Linked DNA regions of Mus musculus: region 1 is linked to region 2. A link is a contact called in public Hi-C data. All regions are on one chromosome and are shown on one strand. The core of a region is the stretch at or near the end of the contact, and the rest is flanking DNA. Distances in the headings are between cores, read along the strand shown.

Region 1 (2,700 bases), core at 96-2,595, about 14 Mb after region 2:
GGGAATCTAAGTGAAAGGTTAGAGAACCCAAAGGGTCCCAACAGTAAGAGGAGATAAGATGCCGGTTCACCTAAGATAGCCAAATAAGGAAGTCTGAGAACCAAGCCATGGTTCTGATTCTGTGTTCCCTTCTCAGGAATCCTAGTCCTGCTCTTACTGCCTGTATAAAGTGAGAGCATACAGCCGAGGGGAGGGTTATTTAGATCGGAGGGAGAGTTCAGCCTGAGGCATCTGGAAAAGTCCACAGAAGGGAGAGAAAGCTCTCTATCGGACTTGGCCAGCAGGGTAGGTCAGGCCATGAGAGGAGTGGGCACTGGGAAGAAAGGTGGAAGAGAAGAGAGAAAAGCAAAAGAGAGGACAGAGGGTGGGGTAGGGAAAGGGGGAGGAGCAGGGGGAGGGGAGGGGGGAGAGAGAGAGGGTCAGTAGGACTAAGTACCAGCCTGAAATGGCGGGGTTATATAGGAATGAGAAGCTTGGGGAACTGAAGCCCAAGAGCTGGAGAAGTTTAGAGCAGGAGGTGGGTTGAGAAACGCTAAAAGGAGCCACAGGTACCACGTAAGCCTGGAGGCCAGCAGACACTGTGGTATGTTACTGGGCACCTTAAGCAGCCATTTTGTCTTGAGTTTCTCTTTGCACTGCCTAGTGAAAGCTCTCCCACTGTGTTAGTGAAGATGCTTCAATTCGTGAATTCCCATTAACAGCTCATCACTCGGAATTTGGCTTTTTAAAATTATATATATTATATATTTTAATATGTACATTTAAAATAATTTTGAAATATATATATATGTATATGTGTGTGTATATCTATATAAATTATCTTTTTTTTTTTTTTTTAAAGCCAAATTGCTGGGCCAGTCTGTAATCCTAGCTCTTGGGGAAGGCTGAGTCGGGAGAAGGGCTGAGTGTTGTGAGCTAGAAACCAAGGCCATCTCTCTAAACACCCAACCAGGAGCTAAGGAGATGGCTCAGTGGTTAAGAACATTTGCTCTAGCAGAGGACCCGAATTTGGTCCCTGGCTCCCTTATGGTGGCACATAACCATGTGTAATTGGATCTGACGCCCTCTAGTGACCTCCACTGGCACCAGGCACGCACGTGGTGCAAATATGTACAAGCAGGCAAAGTACTCACACGTGTAACAAATAAATACAAAACCCAAAACAACCTGTCTGTCCAAACCAGTTGGGTGGTTTTTTTGTTTTTGTTTTTAACGCCCGGCGCTTAAGGCGACGAAAGGATACTGTTATCTACAGAAGAGCAGGCACTCCCTGGCTTCCGTCCTCCCTAGGCGGCTCCGTCCTCCTCCCTCTCCCGGCAGCCCTTGCGCGGGGAGGCGGGCCCGCGTCCGACCCGCCCCCTCGCAGACTCGCGGGCGGGAGGTTTGAAGACCCAGAGGGCCCGCGGACGCTGCAGCAGTCCCGCTCGCGCTCCAGGGTGCAGGGCTGAGGCAGGGCCCACGGGTGGGTCCCCTCCCCGGTCACCGAGCGCTGCGCAACGAGGACGAGCGAACCCTGCGGGGACAAGCGACCGCGGCGCTGACCTGCGCCCTGAAGCCGCGGTGCGGCGGGCTGACTCCTGCCAGGTCGCCGGAGAGCTTCAGGGCCGCCCGTGAGCGATCAGGTCTCGGCTGTCGTGTGTCACTGAGCCGGGCGCTCTCGGCGAGGGAAGGGAACCCGGAGCCCTTGCGCACACACACACACACCCCTAAGCCTGACGCGGCGAGCCCAGGGGGCACGGCCTGCGCATGCGCACCCCTCTGCCTTCCTGCCGGCGCACGCTCGGTCCCGCAGCTTCAAGCTGGTCGGGTCATGGAGGCCTCGGGAGGCGTTGGGGGCGCCTTTCTGAAAGGTGAGGAGACACGCCCAGTAGGGAGGGGGCTGGGGTCTAGGCTCCCAGCGCCTGGTTGTCTTGCCTGGGCCGCCGGGATCGGCTCCCAGGCCAGGTCCCATCCCATCTCAGGGCTCCCTACGCCCGAGGTCCTCTCACATCCTAGGTTCCCTCACACCCGGAGTCCCCTCACTCAGGATCCCGACCACCTGTGTGGACACCCCACATACATTCACCCTGTGACCTTCATCGACCCCTATGTGTTCCCCAATCCCCCCACCCCACCCCGGTGCAGGCTGAGCCCTGGAGAGCTGGCGGGAGGATAGGCTCCTGTCTTAGCTTTCTGGGATCCTCTTGCCTCTATGGCCTCTGCAGTTGTGGGATCAGGAAAAGTAAGAATTTGGTAATAGTGTGATGGCCTCTGGAGGGTCCTACCTGAGTAGAGCTGCCTGACACTTGTGGAGCTCACCTTTTTTTTTGTTGTTGTTGTATTTTTGTCGTGCTAACACGTGCTCAGAACATGGGACCCTGGGTGAGGAGATTCCAAGTATAAATATATTTTATATATTTATATATTATATTTATTATAGCTATGTGTTTATTATATTTATATCATATATGTGTATATATATTTAAATTTTTATTTATTATTTTAGAAAGCAAGTTTGCCTCCAACTTGCTATGTAGCTGAGGCTGACTTATCTCTGTTTTTTAATTTGGTTTGGGGGTGTGGGGTGGGGGTGTGGGCTTGCTTGTGTAACAAAGTTTCTCTTGTGGCTCTAGCCTTCCTGGACCTGGAAACTCTGTCTCAGTCTGTAGACCAGGCTGACCTCAGAGATCTGCCTACCTCTGCCTCTCAAATACTGGTTTT
Region 2 (2,700 bases), core at 54-2,553:
GCTGGAAGAACTTTTCCAGGAAGACTGCTTAAAGATTTCTCACCTCTCTGTGTATGTGTTTTGGTGGAGGGAAAAAAACGAGAGAAAGAACCCTAGCAACGCCTCAATGTGTTTTTGGTACTCACAACTGGAAGAAGTAGGAGGCAGAGATGCTAATACTCAGTAGGCAGAAGAAGCCAGGCATGCTATCCAACTTTCTGCAATGCATAGGGCAGCCAGGCCCTCCCAACCAACCATTATCTGACTCTAACTGCCTGTAACAAGGAGGTTAAGAAAGCTTTAACATCCGATCTTGCCTCTTCTAGAGCTCTGGCCAGCGGTGTCCCACATGGACACTTCCGATAATGGAAGCTCTGTCTAGTGCAAAAAAGTTCTCCACCTGCTCTCCACATAGTAGGCGTCAAACCCATTTTGGCATGCTTTAGCAGCAGAAGACAAGAGAAAGGGAAGATCCATCATCACTACCCATTGTTCAACAGCGTGCAATTGCCTTTTTAATATTTACACGTTATTTTACAAATGAAAACGTCCCTAAAACAGCTTTGTTAGAGATGGCGATCAAAGAAAAAATTTCCCCTTTCTCTTCTAGACTTCTACACACAGACGAAAGGTTTGCACACTTCTAAAAGGACCTCATGATTCGTCGCGGTGTGTCCAGAAAATCGTCCACAAAAGAAATCTATGGGATTTCCCGAGGGAGCAAGTCTGTGGGCCATGACCTCTGGCGCCCAAGGTCCTCGCTCCACTCTTCCACCCCCGGATCACCGGGCCTCCGAGATCAACTATCCGGGGCCCCCCAAGCCTCGGAGCCCGGCCCCCCAAAGCGCGTGCCCACGCTGTGTCCTTCTCCCGCCTCTCTCGCGGGAGCCCAGAGGAATCTGGCCCGGCGGAGGCTTGTCGCCAACCTGAATCAAACAGAGTCGGTTCCCATTCGCCCAGCCGCGGCCCACACGCGCGTCTCCATACCCAGGCCTACCGCGGCCTGGGGCCTTCGGCCGGTGCAGGCCCGGCGGACGCCCGTGGGGCTAGGCGAGCTCAGGCCCTAGCGCGGCCTACTCTTTCGGAAGTCGCCGAAGCCTCCGGCCTCACCTGAACACGGGCGGGAAGGCCCGGGACTCTGCTCCGGGGCGGGCGGCGCGGCGATAACGGCTCCGCACGGCCTCGGCAGCGGTGGCGGCGGCGGCGGCGGCGGCAGAGCGGTAGCGGTAGCGGTAGCGGCGACGGCGACGGCGACGGCGACGGCGACGGCGACGGCTGCGGCTCCTCCTCAGCGCGCACGACCCGCTCCCCGGCCCCGCGGCCCAGACACGCCCCCTGCTCAGCGCGCTCTGCTATTGGTCAGTGTCTTTGAAGAAGCGACGCTCATTGGTTGGCATGGCTGTCGCGGTACGCGGGTGCGCGCGGCGTAGGCGGGACTTCCTGTCGGCGTCGTCCGCGGTGGACCAAGGCGCCCAGTGGAGTCGCGAAGTGGCTGGCGATGGCCGCGGAGAGGGTGAGTTGGAGCCTGGCCCGCAGTGGACGCCGTCTGGACGTCGAGGCCAAAGAGTGGCGCTCTTTATAGAACGCACGTCGTGTGATCCTCACAATGCGGGCTGTGCAGCCGCTTACGTCCAGAGAAAGCAAGTTGGTCATCGGGAGCCCTCGCTAGGAGGACAGGATCCCCGATTCGAATCCCGGCCCGGACATTTCCGGTCTGCCTGCAGTTGAGCACCGGCTGACGTCACTGAGCCGGGCCTCAGTTTTGTTATCTGGTGAAGCGGGTTAAAGGATGTGGTCAGCATGGTCAGCCTCTGGGAATCTAAAGTTAAAATTTCTTGGTTTTAAGATTTTTCTTAGTGTGTATGCATGGGTGTTCAGCCTGCATGTATGTTAACCCTGTGCACCATATGCGTGTAGTGCAGATGGGAGTCAGAGAGAAGGTCGGATCCTCCGGGGGACTATTGTTAACTGCGTTTGGGAGCCGACTACTGAACCCATGTCTTCTGTAAAAGCAGCCAGTGATCTTAATTGCTGAGCCATCTTTCCAGCCCCACTTCCTTCGAAATTTAAAATGCCTACTATGTGCCAGGCAGTCGGGCAGTGACCAGAAAAACAACTGCCTGTGCCTTTTGGAGGCTGCTGTTCTGGACTAGTGCTATCAGAAACGTATATGCCACCCTGTTTGATTGAAAACTTCTCTATTGTCTCTACCTCTGTCCACCGTTTTTTAGCGTGTTTGTTTTCTTTTAGTCGGGATCTTCCTAAGTAGTCCTGGCTTGGAACTTATAAATCACGCTGACCATTGCCTCATAGAGATCTGCCTGCCTCTGTTTCCTGATTGCTGGGGTTTAGGGTGATGTTTCATATGATCCAGGTTGGCCTTAAACTTTCTGTGTAACGAAGGATGTCAGTGAAATGATCCTTTTGCTTTCATCTCCCAAGTTCTAGGATTACAGGCCTGCAACACAGCCGCTGCGTGTAGGTAACCTTTTAAAAGTAGTTCTACAGGATTTGAAAAAAAGTTATATTCAAAATTTTTATATTATGTATGTATTTGTTTGTATGTATGTACGTGTTTTTAAAGGATGGTGTTTGTGTATATGTGTATAATATGTATATATTATAATATGCATGTGTTTGTGTGACCATCTATGTGAGAGTCAAAGGGTTACTTGGAGGCGTCAGTTCTTCCGTCATAAGAGATATGGGGGTTGAACTCAG

What was found. A called contact is a pair of places that touch in the nucleus more often than the background predicts.
Region 1: a contact with region 2 is called in a Hi-C map of B cells, with 5 read pairs. The contact joins the promoter of Mcph1 here to the promoter of Elavl1 in region 2. A contact is called at or near these places in 1 of 39 promoter capture datasets (cranial neural crest) and 1 of 484 Hi-C or Micro-C datasets (B cells).

What each region holds. Positions count from the first base shown.
Region 1 is chr8:18,593,786-18,596,485 of GRCm38.p6, forward strand. Mcph1 (microcephaly, primary autosomal recessive 1) reads left to right here and starts at 1,346. Exons shown (of 14, transcript NM_173189.3): 1 at 1,346-1,850. The coding sequence starts at 1,811.
Region 2 is chr8:4,323,797-4,326,496 of GRCm38.p6, forward strand. It overlaps Elavl1 (ELAV (embryonic lethal, abnormal vision)-like 1 (Hu antigen R)), which reads right to left and starts at 1,304. Exons shown (of 6, transcript NM_010485.3): 1 at 1,090-1,304. It also overlaps a transcript of Ccl25 not described here.